Regions from separate parts of the Mus musculus genome. Here region 2 is linked to region 1. A link is a contact called in public HiChIP or PLAC-seq data. All regions are on one chromosome and are shown on one strand. Each heading gives the region's core, a stretch centred on a gene start, on an enhancer-like site or on the middle of the called end of the contact. The rest is flanking DNA. Distances are from core to core; before and after follow the strand shown. Region 1 overlaps Gm6116 (predicted gene 6116). Region 2 overlaps Gm19583 (predicted gene, 19583).

Region 1 (7,168 bases), core at 1,273-3,772:
ATCATTTTATTATTTTCATCATTTTCATTTATCACATTTGTGTGTATATGTGTGTGTGTGTGTTCTTACATATGCATACACACACACACACCCTACTCCGAGCATCCCTGGAGGCATTTAACTAATGAAGAGTCCGGCTCTCAGTCATTAAACCCTTCTGCACATCCAAACTAGGGTCGCAGCCTGTATCCATCTGGCTGCAGAGTAGCCATTCCTTCCAGACCATAGGATGTCCAAATGGCTCCCGTTCCTCTTCCCTGTCATTTATGAGACCCGCAGCAATGCGTTTGGGAACCTAACCATTTTCTAGAAAGTTTTCAATAGTTCTAAACATCAGCTGCTTTACCTCATGCCCCTCTCTGCACACGTGACCCTCCCCACTACCACTGGGATTGATCCCATCTGCCCTTCACCCCGATCCACTGAGCTTTAAATGTGTTCCCTAAAAAGCTGGAAATGAGGAGACAGAGCTCAATAGGCCTGCGCTCACTGGACACGCCATTCCTGCACGGTATGTGGAGTGGCAGAGCCTGCCAGGGTCTGTGTCTTTGAGCTACGTAGCATATACAAATCTCATCATGTGCCAAGGAGAAAATGGGAGAGAGCCCATCAAACAGCCAGACTTGAAGTCCATCTTAGCGCAGGCTGCCTAGTGGTTTCTTCCTGAAGTGCCACCATTGTTCAAATTGTTCAAAAAATTCATTCTCAGACTCCTCCACAGGGCCCCTTCCGGAACATATCACAAGCACTGCCCTTTGACAGGCTCTCCAGGGAAGGCCTGCGATGCGCATCCTTGAGACGCAGGGAATCAGTCCAGAGACCCTGGTTGATTGATAAGGAGAAAACTGCCCACCCACTCTACACTTGAAGGCAACCAGGAGGCTACCCACAGTCCCATTCTCTGGAAACCTTGTAATGCTGTATTTCCTGGAGGGAGGACCCATAGCAGGTCTCTGTGTTTTCTTTTAAAGCACAGTTGTGGGTCGTGGGTTTAAATCCTGAGCTCAGGAGCCTTAGGTTAAACACCCAACCACATGGAGTCTTTACTCTTTACACAGTAATGAGGGACATGGCGTTTCTGCAAAGGGTTAAACAAACTGCTGTAGCCAAAAGACTGTCTATACTACCTTCTAGTAGAATTAGTGAGCATTGTTATTACCTTTTCATCATTTAATTAATTTTAAATGTATTTGTTTATATAGTTTATGTCTATGGGTGTTATGTCTGCGTGTACATCTGCACACCAGAAGAGGGCATAAGATCCTGTAGTGGCTGTGAAGCACCATGTGAGTGCTGGGAACTGAACTAAGGACCTCTGGAACTCCTAACCACTGGCCCATCTCTCCAGATCTGCTTATTACTTTCAGTGTGTGTGTGTGTGTGTGTGTGTGTGTGTGTGTGTGTGTGTATGCATATGTAAGAATAGGCATGTGTACCACACAGCACACATGTGGAGACCAGGATAACTTTCAGCGGTCAATTCTCTTGCTACCGTGTGGTTCCTAGGCATCGAGCTCAGATCCTCAAGTGTGCTGAGCAGCGCCCCTCCCTGCACTGACCCACCTCAGCAGTCTGAAATTGTGTTGTTATGGTGAAAGTAGCACGTGATCGACATATCATAGAAACTCAAGAACTATGACTCAGGAGCTGGTGATGTAGCTCAGTTGGTAGAGTGCACAAAGAAAGAGAAAGAAGAGGGAAAGGGAAGGGAGAGGGGGAGAATTAACCTGGCTTGGCCCTAAGTTAGACCTGAAAATTTTCAGTGACCTTGCTGAGAGTTCTCCTAAGTTGTCTAAGGTGCGGTGCAGCTTGGATGTGGCGCTAGAACACGTGCCTGACACCTGCCAGCTCCAACCTCAGCACCAAACCAAAATAAACAAAACCAGCAAAGGTTCTCTCTCTCTCTCTCTCTCTCTCTCTCTCTCTCTCTCTCTCTCTCTCTCTCTCCCTCTCTCTCTCTCTCTCTCTCTCTCTCTCTCTCTCTCTCTCTCTCTCTCCCTCTCTCTCTCTCTCTCTCTCTTGTGTCTGGGCATGGAATGGAAACCGTTCCTATGGAAGCCAGAAAGGGACATTGGCATTTCTGGAGCTAGACAGTTGTGAGCCACCTACTGTGGGTTCTGGAAAGTCACTGGTGTCCTGTGGAAGAACAGCAAGCATTCTTAACCACTGAGCCATCTCTCCAGCCCTGAGCAAAGGTTTTATGGAGCTATTAATGAAAAGACACAAGAGGAAAAGTCAAATATTCCTCTTCTCAGAAAGAGTGATAAGTATTTATTCAGTGCCTACTATTTGTCAGACATTTAAAATCCCCTGGTCTTGTTCTCTGTGTCCTTGGAGGTTTTGGAGGCACATCTCCCCTTTGGAATTTTAAGTATTGCATGAGCTAGTTAGTTAATGGAGGGATCAAGAGGGCGATGCCAGTTTGAAACAATGTTGTCGCTGGACTCCAGTTACAATGTATTCATCTGGACTGTGACAGCAAGGCAGTCTGAGTATGAGCCACAGTCTTCTGCCTTGGCAGCCACACCCATTCGCAGGGCTGATTGCTAGCAGCCAGCAAAGGCTTCTGATAAAAGGGAAGCTGCTGAGCTATTAGGTTTGCCGAGCTCCCAGGTAGATTTCCACAGGCAGAGGAGAAAGAGCGGTGCCTTGTTTTTGCCGGCGTGGGTGTTAGCAACGCGAGACAGGAACCCAGCATTAATACAGGCACCGGCTCCTCGTAGAGCCAACTCCAAAGGGTCCTGGTGACTTTTTCTCTGCAGTTTGACTCCTCCCTCCCTCCCTGGGAGCCTCTCTGTTCAGTCAAGCTTTTCCATCCTACCCCAGGCTGAATAGAGAGCAGAGGGTGCCAGAGACCGAGGTAGACACTCAACTCCACTTCTACCGAACCAGTCTTCCTTTCGACGTCTGTCTCTTCTCCCTTTGGTTTTTGATCATCTTGTGCTGGATTTTGCTTCTGCCACTCTTCTGTTAATAGGTAGCTGGTGATCTGCGTCATCCTGGAGGGTCATCCATCTCTACGGCCTTCTTCCACATTCTCAGGGGCCTTTCTTAATGATCACCCTTTTAGAATCACATGCCTGCTGCTGCTTCACAAGACACAAGCATTTGCTTTGTGCCCCCTGCATTTGTGTTCCAATCTTAAACTGTCCCCTTGCCTGCCGACTTCCATCCCTTAATATTCTTGAAGACAACCGGTCCCTTCTCATGGAAGTCAGTATCCTCAGACACAGGCCTTCTGAGTTTCTCTCCTGCCACAGGGCCACGGGACTGCTCTGCTTCGCCTGACAGATCAAAGGACATTTTCCCCAGCCTGTTCACTTTCTGCCTGGTGATCATAGAAGTACCCAGAGCACAGCTAGATGGCGCTCACGCCTACACATTTCTGAGGAATGACGTTTTTTTCCTCAGAGGAATTTCTGAGGAAGAAGTTTTTCCATTTGTCTCCCATCTTGAGCTCACAGCTTTGGGAGGAGGGGGACTGGAGCACATGGACTAATTACAAAGAAACTGGAACGTGTGCATTTTCTAATCAAACTGATATCTAATGGGCACGCGAGTCAGATTCAGTTCTAAGTCCTCAACATTGCCCTGCTACACATACCTTGCCCCAGGAGACAGATACAGAAATGGCACTTAGAGACTTGGTAAATTTGCCCAGAGCAGAAGGGTGTCAGAGATGGAAGTCCACAGGCATCTTGCACCAAAACTACCCTTAACAACAAGGGACTGGTTGGAGAATGGAACCAAGAGAAGAAACTGGGAGTGTTGGGAAGGCACGGCTTTCTACACAAAGCATTGTTCTGCCTAAAATTACTCCACAGCCCTAAAGCACCATGTGTATTTTGAATATCCAATCATTTTTTCTAAAAGCCCTAAGTATATAGCTCAGTGGTAGCGCACTGGCCCACTGTGTAAGATCCATGCTCAAACCCCTGCACCATGGAGTTACAGTAGGAATAATAATAGTAATAATAGCTGGGTGTTGGCAGTGAATGCCTTCCATCCCAGCACTCAAGAGTCAAGAGTTCAAAGTCTGCTTGGGCTATGGAGGGAGACAGTATCTCAAAACAACAATAGCGATAATTTTTATGAGACTGAATATATAGGACTCAACTCAACTATGATCAAAGGTGAATCTGGCACACATAGGCCGAACTTTATATATTAAGAGGGGAGAGCTAAGAGCATTTGGCTCTTGCTTCTTCTCCATTCTCTTCTCTGCTCATTTTCAGACTCAAGCTTTGTGGGACACACTGAACTTATAACAGGACCCATGATGTCCCAAGGATGCACTGAACATGTATGTTGCTGAGTCCATTTCTATTCTCCAAAGAGTAGCAACATTTTTTTACTCTGAATGAAGATCCGTGTGGACCATACTTGAAGACCCTGTAAATCTCGAATAAATAAATCTCTAATTCTATCCCTACTGACTCCCCTGAAGGCCTCCTAGCCTTTCCATCACCCCCTCCCTCCCTAAGGCGTGATGTTAGAGAGGGGACCCAGGGGGAAGAGGCAACATCCCTACTCTATCACAGGTGGAACCTCACTTCTCATTGTTGATAGACGCTTGCAGGTTAGGTGACCACTTATAAAGCCCCTCCTGGAGTCTTGGGGGTTGCCTGTAACCACTAGTGGTTCCTGTCATTTACTCTTCATTACTGGAGTACTCTGGCTGCAGTAAAGGTGATCAATCACAGAATGGTATTGTCCTTTAAAACTCCGTATAGGAAACAGGCACTGGGCTGGACCGTGAGGTTTTGTAGGATCTAGTACACAGAGATTTGTGAAAGACCAAAGCCACTGTGTTTCTGCAGTCTGCCAAAAAGTAGACACACATGTACATAGATGTCGAATGTGTACTCCTGCCAACAAAAACATGTCTCCATCCCAAGTTCAGCTACTACTCCATGTGAGCCAATTGCGAGGCATTTGCACATCACTAAAGAATGAGAAGGGAACTTTGTTCCCAGCCCCTGCCACACAGCCCAATCAGCAGACGGCCAGGAGGGAGCAGAGCCACAGGCATTTGGCACACACATGTGCACTGCCTGCTTCTTTCCAACCTGGCGGTCCAAGAATCAGGCACAGGGGCAGGGAGGGTCAAAAAGGGCTCTGAAACACATTTGTAGACCCGGAAGTATAACCTGGAGAAAGGCTGGTCAGCTGGGTATATGGAGGAAGATCCACACCCCGTACCCAGACCCTTTCCTGTTGTAGAGGAGAGAGAGAAATTCCTGCCCGAGGGAGCAGCCCCGCAAGTTCTGGAAGCCTTAAAGTTGATCTTGGCTGCGTTCTTCTGCAGGTGTCTGATAAGCTCCATCTGATCCTCAGTGTTCTGGACTCTCAGAGAAGACCTCCCCCCTTGAATGAGAAGACCCTTAAAGGCCACCTGAAGGAACTCCAAGATCAGGTCAGTGTCACCATCAGCTATGGCCCATCATGGGTACCCAGAGTCACTTAGCCCTCCAGAATTTATCAAGACCACTCTTAGAGCTAGAATATGAGGGTGCTTAGGGTTCCCAATTGTCCAGACCATTGATGTGCCTGATTCCCTTTTGATTTCCTGTGAATTTGTATCTAAGCTGTGTGTAACCAATTGTTTACACCAATTTCACAGCAACCCTACATCTCAGCCATACTGGTTCTACGTGATTAGATACACCTGAGGCTACACCTGTCCACACTTGTCACTAGGTCAGCCTCCTGCTGAAGGAACATCTGTGTGGTCCTGAGCAGGACCTCGAGGGTATGCAGGTGGAGAGAGGCGCTCAAGGAGCCACTAATACTGGCCAGAGTGAGTCCTGCTCAGGCTATGGGTTATAGGTTTAGCTGCCAGCAGTCTCCTGCAGCAACACCGCTCATTAACTAGCTCTTACTTTCCTTTTGGGATACTCACATGATCCCATGTGATTACTGTTCAGAACTGGGACTGTAATTTGGTGTTAGAGCGTTTGTCTGTAACGCGTGAGACCCCGGGCCATGCCAAATCACACTACCGTCTCCGAAGAGCTGGATCCTCAATACCACCTTGGTCTCTTGCCACTTTGACTCTCTTCTCTGAAAGACAAGAGGGTGTGACCCCCACACTTCTTTGAGGATTCATATTTTCATATCCTTCAGCGGCCAGCGCCATTTCTTCTCTTGGAATAAGGGAAGAGTTCCCAAATAGGACTCAAAGTGACTTGTTACAATAACAAGTTCAAATAAAATGGAAAAAGTGATACTAACCAGATTTTCTATAAATGCTCCTGTTCTATTAAAATGGCTTCAGTTTTTCCAGTGAGAGAGAGAGACAGGCAGACAGACAGATACAGCAAGACAGACAGACACATAGGCAGGGTGGGGGTGGGGGTGGGGGAGCAGTGTTGCATTACCGTTTTTCTTTGCTTTTAGTGGGTCTAATTCAAATTGCGTCAAGTGAAACTCAGCATTGGGAACTGGAGAGCCAACTCAGCAGTTTAGAGCACTGGCTGTTCTCACAGAGAACCCAAGTCTAACCTGATCACTAAGTGCTGAGACGAAGTGCATGTTAGCTTCACGCCTGCCAGATAAATATGCTGTCACTGAGCTGCACCCAGCCTTAACTAGATCACCCTTGAGCTCACAATCCTGGTCATGTCCAGAAAAGTAGCAGTTTGATTTGAGAAAAGGAGGGCTTCTTTCAACCCATGTGTGTTGACAGATAAGATATAACCCCTAAACTTGGGGGTACATTTCTAATTAACCATATGAACATTAAAAACTCTAAAACAAATACACTTCCCAATGACTCTATGTTAATTCTGTGCCCCACCCATGACATACGGACAAGACCTGATTCTCAGTCAGCTGCAATCTAAGCCAGTCTGTGGCCTGACCAAGTCTGTGTATCCTACCTTCTCTAGAGCAGAGGTCCACAGGGGCATCTGTGAGCCTCTGATACCTTCTTCAAAGCTGAATCTGTGCCTGGGGTAAAGTAGAAATGATTCTATCCACCAGGGTCTTGAATGTTAGAATTTTTTTTTTGAGGCAGGGTCTCACATTGTGGGCCACAAAACCTGGAACTCACTCTGTAACTCTGGCTGGCCTCCAACTCAAGGTGCTTCTACCTCCTGAGTGCTGGGATCAGCCACTATGTCCGGCTGGAAAATGACTCCTCCTCCTCCTTTTCCTCTTCTTCCTC
Region 2 (7,168 bases), core at 1,724-4,223, 180 kb after region 1:
AGCTAGAAGTATGTGGTGAGAGCCTGTTTGTTTGCTTGCTTGCTTTTTTCTTGGTTTTTTGGAGGGAGGGGTTGTTTGTTTTTGTTTGTTTATCTGTTTGTTTTCTCAAGACAGGGTTTCACTGTGTAGCCCTGGCTCTCCTGGAAGCTATGTAGACCAGGTGGCCTTGAACTCAGAGGCCTACCTGTCTCTGCCTCCTGAGTGCTGACATGAAAGGTGTGTGCCACCACCATCTGTTGGGACTCTGTTGCCTGCCTGTGGATCCTGTTCCCCTAAATGGACTGCTTTGTCTGGCCTCAGTGAGAGAGGATGTGTCTCTTCCTGCAGGGACCTGATGTGCCTGGGATAGCGGGGTGGGGGTGGGGCTCTCCCTCCTAGAAGGAGAAGGGGAGGGAGGAGCTGGTACTGGGGTGGGGTGGGGTGGGGTGGGGTGGGGTGATGGTTCTGTATGAGGAGGTACTGGGAGGAGAGGGGGAGTTGATATTGGGAAGTAAAGTGACTAAATTAAAAAAAAGAAAACTCTAATAAAACTGTCCTCAGAGCAAAGTGTATGTACACACACACACACATAAACACACACACACACACCCCAAAGATCTACAGAGGGTCCCTGGTCTGTTTCCAGAGGGGAAGGTACAGGTCTGAATAAGGAGAATGTCCCTGACAGTGGTTCTGGACAGATGTTATGAAGATGCACACTCCAGTACCACATCCAATGCAGTGAAAGTAGTCACAAGACAATGTTTTGTTTTTTTTAATGAGAATGGGAGACTAGCTCAGTCGGCATACATAATCCTTTTTAATCAATTAATATAGGTATATAGAAAATTATTCATCAGTGTGGAGATGAGAACGTACAAACATTTAATTTAACTAAGAGGCTATGTAAAAGAGTCTAATATTTCTGAGCAAAGTAAAGTATTTTTAAATGTTCACGTCTATTTTTTACTGTTCAGTTTTGTTCTTTTTTTTTTTTTTTTTTTTTTTTTTTTTGAGACAGCTTTGCTATGTAGTCCTCAACTATTTTCTTTCACTGGATGAGATTAGTTTTATCAGTAAAGAAAGACATAGAAAGAACTACTAAGGATGAATGATATTTAGTTTATGCTTATTCTCTGCCATTCACTGTATAATAACATAATCAATACCTAAGTCAACAGAATAAAAATATAATCCTATCTTATTGAACATACTTTAAAAAAAACCACAAGCAAATAAAAGCTTCATGTTTTATTTATATATAATATATAAAAGATATATACAAAAGGAGATATATAATACTATATACTATATATAGTATACATATGTGTATATATATTGTATACATATGTTTATATATTGTATACATATGTATTGTATACATGTGTATACATATGTATTATATACATGTGTATATATTGTATACATGGTATACATATATATATATATATATATATATATATATATATATGAGAGAGACAGACAGACAGACAGACAGACAGAGAGACACAGACAGAGGTAGGGGGGAGAGAAGGCTTTCAAGTTGTAATAAATGGTCTTCCTTTTTCCCCCTAGCCACAGAAAATACATTTCAGGGTGGAAAAAATGAAAGGACTCAGACAGAGTGCCTATAGCTCTGCCATCCTAAGCCAGCTCCCTGGACAGCAGAAAGTGTCCAGCCAGATAAGGTGTTTTCTTTCAGCCATGTTGGCTAATGCATTTAATACCAGCAAAGGCAGGTGTATCTCTAAGTTTGAGGCCTGGTCTACAGGCCAGCCTGGGCTACACAGAGAAACCCAGTCTAGACAAACTAAAAGTACCCAGAACTCTGTGGTCTCTCCCTTTCTCTCCTACCCTCTGAGCTCTGAAGTTAACAAGGAGTCCCATTACCGCACTAACATCAGCCCTAGGCCTGCTCTCTTCTCTCAGCCAGAAAATGTAAAGTTCCCGCCTCTTCCCCTTTAGTCACAGAGTGTTATAATGGAGATTTTTTTTCAAGGTTGAATGTGGGGGGATAGGGGACAGGGGGAGATAAAAACCACCATCCAGGAAACACAAAAGATAAGAATTAACTACAATGATAAAAAGGGCTCAGGAGGGGCTGGTGAGATGGCTCAGTGGGTAAGAGCACCCGACTGCTCTTCCAAAGGTCTGAAGTTCAAATCCCAGCAACCACATGGTGGCTCACAACCACCTGTAATGAGATCTGATGACCTCTTCAGGTGCGTCTGAAGACAGCTACAATGTATTTACATATAATTAATAAAAAACAAACAAACAAAAACAAAAAGGGCTCAGGAGGCAGTGAGTTTGGCACAGAGCTTGCCTATCACACAGGGAGCCCTGTGTTCCATCCCGGGCACTACACGTGTGGTGTACACTGTAACCACAGTACTCCATTGTGGGAGGCAGGAGAATCAAAAGTTAAAAAACTAGTGAGTTCTAGGACAGCTTGGGCCACCTGAGGTCCTATCTTAAACCAACAAACACAGGTGTGACGACTCCTGACTTTAAACCAAACATCTGGGAAACCAGTACCACACCTGGAGGGCTATGAGGCGAGGTGGGGAACCGAAAGCCACTGTTTTGGACTAAGCTCTTAGATAGAAAAAAAAAAAATAATCCAACTGGATTCTCTGTAGTTAAAGTCATCAAGGAGAAACTGCACAGTCTATGGGGCTCTCTGAGATTAGAGATAGGGCCTCAGTTCCCAAACAGACGGTCTGAACGAAGCCCCTGCTTTGATCTGCACACAAAAGAAGTGACCTGAAATAACATGGCGGTGGCTAATCAGGTATTTCCCATTGTTCTCTGCTTGTCCCTATCTTAGCAGGAAAGTGACTTTGAAATGACCGCTCTGTTTTTTGTTTTTTTTGTTTTTTTTTTTTTTTCCATGTTAACTTTTGCTTTCTCCGAGCTTGGATGTCTATAAAGTCAACTCACTTGCTATAGCTATTTGGATTTGATTCTACTGTGGAGAGTAAGGCTGACTGAGATCATAGCACTAGTTTAGTGTGATGTCCCATTTGACGAGTGTTTTCTGAGTTGTCTGGGTTCTGATCCAGACAGTAGGCTACTGAGAGACTGTTGGCAAAACTCCAGGGCAGGGCTAGATAGCGTGCCAACCACTGTACACGGTAGTCTTGGTGGCCTCTGGCAACAGTTCTAGAACTAACTTGATTTTGTGATCATAGGGTGGGCCACTCACAGGCGGGCACAGGGCTGTAGGAGCTGAAGTTTAGCAGGGTTGTCCACAGTTTGGTGGAGTGACTGGCACACCGAAGAAGAGTAGATTTAAGCAAAGCAGTAGGAGGCTGTGACCACTGAATGGGCAAGGGAGGCAGAGGGCCTGAAATGAGGGCCTGGGGACTCACTAGTTGGAAAGAAAGAATAGGTGGTATCAGGATTCAGGAAGTGAGTCAGAATGTATATGGAGGGTGCCTGTGGCATAGAACCTGTGCGAGGGAGGTGGACCAGCAAGGGGCCTTGATATTTGACAGCAATAACTTACAAATGCAGGACTAGAAACAGGCTGAGACCAGAGAATGGGATTGGCTGGTTTCTTTGACCTGGTAAGAGCCCACATTCTCCTTCCAGTAAGAGTCCTTGTTGTTCAAGCCAATCAACGATCTGTTTCATTTATTTGTACAATAATGGCTGACATCCCACCCAACCTCCAAACCTCTAGGGTTTTTACTATGTAGCCCAGGTTTGCCTTGTGTTCTTCTGAGGAGTGCTGGGATTATAGGTAGATGTCCACAGTCTTCTCCTGCCCTCCTTCTTTCTCTTCCTTCCTTCTCTTTCTTTTTTCCTTCCTTCTCTTTCTTCCCTTTCTTTCTTCTTTCCTTTCTTCCCTTCCTTTCTTCCTTCCTTCTCTTTCTTTTTTCCTTCCTTCCTTCCTTCTCTTTCTTCCCTTTCTTTCTTCTTTCCTTTCTTCCCTTCCTTCCTTACTTTCTTCCTTCCTTCTCTTTCTTTTTTCCTTCCTTCCTTCTCTTTCTTTCCTTCTCTTTCTTTCCTTCCTTCCTTCCTTCCTTCCTTCCTTCCTTCCTTCCTTCCTTCCTTCCTTCCTTCCTTCCTCCTTCCCTCCCTTGGTTTCATACATACAGCCCAGCCTGGCCCCAAACTCTCAGAGATTCTCCTGTCTCAGTCTCCTGATTGTGCTGATTGCAGGTGTATGTTACCACAGCCAGAGAATGGTTATTTTCTTAACAACCAGATTTTAAAGTTTTGGGAAACAGCTTTGCATTTCTGTTATCATTATGTTATCATTATGTTTCTGGTCAGTTTCCCTAGAGTTTTACCATAGCCTTTGAGTAACTTAACACCAGAAAGTAGGTTCTGGGTGATAGAGGCCCAAGGGAGGGGAGAAAAGGCAGATTCCACTTCCGAGTTCCTTGATGATGTTCCTCTTGTGCCCACAGAAGTCATTTCCAATGGTGAAAACTGTGTCGATGCCTCTGGGAGAGCCTTCTGCTGAGAGGAGAAAGACCTTGTTGGAGGAGGAAGGACCCTGTTCCCCATCACTTCTAGGGATGGCTGCTTCAGTAACCATCCATGTCTGTGTGTGGATTGGCATTTCTGTGAGGATGTGAGGTGTGTTGGATGAATGAAAAGGGTGGGCGGAGCTGTAGCAGCAGCAGATCTGTCCGTGGGGTGTGGAGCAGGAGGAAAACGGAGCTGAAGGGGAGTGAGTGACTGACCCCACACACAGGTCATTGAGCTGTGGATTTAGAAAGCATCAGTATAGCTGAGACATTTGTTTTTCACTGAACCTTTGACTAATGCACAGGCCCAGGAGGTATCCTTCTTCTGCAAAGTGTATATGGTTGCACATGGGACCTAAAGATGAGCTGTTCGCCCAGTAGCTTTGGAGTGACCTTTGTAATGCCTGGGGAAGGAAGGAAGGTCTGTGTGTTTTATAATTTTATTTATTTATTTATTTAGAGATCCTGGGGATTCACCCCAGGGCTTGCTGGAGAAACACTCTACATATCCAAGCCGGTTTTATTGTTGGCTTTAGGAGAAGCAAACAGTCTTTAGAGAGATAAGATAACCTTCCAGAGAGCCTGAAGTTGGAATGGTCTCTCGTTTGGAGCCATGCGGAACCTCACCTGGATGCTGAGGACGGAACTTGAACACACAGTTAGAAAGCACATGGACTCCGAGGGCAGAGCAAAGGCACAGTGTGGATTTCTCTGGGCAACAGGCTAGATGTCAGGTTAAAACATGAATTACAGATTTTTTTCTTTTAACTTACACTAATAGCAGTGATACATGGTAGATTTGTCGAATCTAAATCTGTCACTGAAGAATTCAGGAGATTGACATGAATCCCTTAAAAATGTTTATTTAATGTGTGTGTGTGCACATGAGCAGGCCTCCGAACGTGTGGTAAGAGGACGTCTTTATGGGGTTGGTTCTTTCCTTACCTTTCCTTGGATTTCAGGGACTGAGCCAGCGTTTCGAGGCTTGCTGGACAGGCACCTATAGCCTCCGAGTCATTTTACCTCCCCACCCCCACCCCAGACTACAGGAGCCTTAGACAGAGTTATTTTAGTCATTAATTATGTTTCATGCATGCAACTCTCTATCTCACAGAGAGTGGGAATAAATCTCCAATATACTCTTATGCATTCTTACCAGTGAAAACTTGCCTTTGCATAGCATTTAAGGGGAAATGGAGACAGATTCTCTCCTCTGAGTTTCAGTGCTCAGAGCACTCTCTGCTGGCAAGCTCTCTTACAGGGAAGGTGCGCAGATAGCCCAAAACCTAGGATACCCAAGATATAAGATACAATTTCCTAAACACATGAAACTCAAGAAAAATGAAGACTGAAGTGTGGACACTATGCCCCTCCTTAGAAGTGGGAACAAAACACCCCGGAGCTCTTGACTCTAGCTGCATATGTATCAAAAGATGGCCTAGTCGGCCATCACTGGAAAGAGAGGCCCATTGGACACACAAACTTTATATGCCCCAGTACAGGGGAACGCCAGGGCCAAAAAGGGGGAGTGGGTGGGTATGGGGGACTTTTGGTATAGCATTGGAAATGTAAATGAGCTAAATACCTAATAAAAAATGGAAAGAAAAAAAAAAGTCACAGAAAGAGAGATTGCTGAGAAAAAAGTACATGGGTGTGTGGAGCTGAGTGTCCATTCTAATTAAAATGATAATTCCAAGATTCGCAAGAAGAGTAATGAGGTAAACAACTAGAAATGTGGTGAACAGGGCCACTTTTTTGACAGGGTTATTAGTAATCCCTAAGAAAATGAATTTATCCACAGAGGAGCAGTTTCCCCTATCCATTCTTCTTTTTTCTTATGTAAAATTTAAATGATATTTTCAAAACTAGGTGGATGCATTCTTAATTATCTGTAAAAAAGAGAATAATTTATTGCATGGATTTTCTCTCAAAAATCTACAGTCACATTACTCTATAAGTAGATCTTTAAGACGTTAATCATTATAAAACGTATGTAATCGTGTGAAGGTTCAGTTGTTATGATTAGTGACATCCATGTATCATTGTATAAAATGTAACTATTTATATTTTCAACATGTTTGATGCTCCCTGAATTTTTCAAGCATATTTCTGATTTACTGAATTTTTACTTGAGCTTCAATGTATGCAGATTGAGTAGCAATTATACAGGTACTAAGCTCTACCATAAAAGATTAGATCTTTTCATATTTAAAAATATTCACCTGAACAAAATATTAGTTATAAGTACTCAGATTCTCCAAACTCCTGAGTGGTTGGAAGAACATTTGTTAGTTCAGGAAGCAAAAAAAAAAAAAAAAAAAAAAAAAAAAGGGGAAATGGATTAGTGTGAGGGCCAAGGGTACAGCCTGTAGCCATCACAGTCATGGTTAACATTGACCCAAATACAACGTAGTCCCGAATTGTCACATTTGGACATTTGAGTCTTTTGAGTGTGACCAGTGTCTGGTATTATGATCACCTAGCAAGACGTCAATCTTGGCCTGGGATGTATCTTAGTTGGTAAAGTGGTTGTATGGTACCGTGAATTGACCTTTTTGCTTCTAAGTGACAAACTCATGATAATATTAATATCAATTTTCCATAGAGCCATCATGGGGAAGAATTCGATAAGATATTATCTTTGCTAATGATTCTAGGTGTGTTTTTTTTTTTTTTACAATATCTATGTATACTGTAGTGTCTTC

Evidence for each region. HiChIP or PLAC-seq counts read pairs in DNA pulled down with a chosen protein or histone mark.
Region 2: an H3K27ac HiChIP or PLAC-seq map of extraembryonic endoderm stem cells shows a contact between it and region 1. The contact joins two enhancer-like sites. A contact is called at or near these places in 1 of 39 promoter capture datasets (neural stem cells), 5 of 15 datasets of contacts at CTCF or cohesin (CD8 T cells, large pre-B cells, liver and 2 more), 105 of 484 Hi-C or Micro-C datasets (the 3T3-L1 cell line, the 63-12 cell line, the AML12 cell line and 62 more), 36 of 115 datasets of contacts at active chromatin or transcription factors (CD4 single positive thymocytes, CD8 T cells, astrocytes and 27 more) and 3 of 9 other capture datasets (adipose tissue, embryonic tail and liver).

The regions. Positions count from the first base shown.
Region 1 is chr5:74,958,004-74,965,171 of GRCm38.p6, forward strand. Gm6116 (predicted gene 6116) reads left to right here. Exons shown (of 5, transcript NR_045866.1): 3 at 4,236-4,303; 4 at 5,309-5,416. The region is part of intron 1 of Gm52778 (a long non-coding RNA gene); the gene reads right to left. Among named protein-coding and RNA genes, the nearest start is that of Gm52778, 12 kb to the right of the region's middle. Within about 2 kb of position 2,523, at least 50 of the 459 cell types and tissues checked have an H3K27ac peak or open chromatin away from gene starts, as enhancers often do. A contact at or near this core is called in extraembryonic endoderm stem cells, where this site is marked.
Region 2 is chr5:75,135,273-75,142,440 of GRCm38.p6, forward strand. It overlaps Gm19583 (predicted gene, 19583), which reads left to right. Exons shown (of 4, transcript NR_045792.1): 3 at 4,401-4,572. It also overlaps the pseudogene Olfr1401-ps1. Among named protein-coding and RNA genes, the nearest start is that of Pdgfra, 13 kb to the right of the region's middle. Within about 2 kb of position 2,974, at least 8 of the 459 cell types and tissues checked have an H3K27ac peak or open chromatin away from gene starts, as enhancers often do. A contact at or near this core is called in extraembryonic endoderm stem cells, where this site is marked.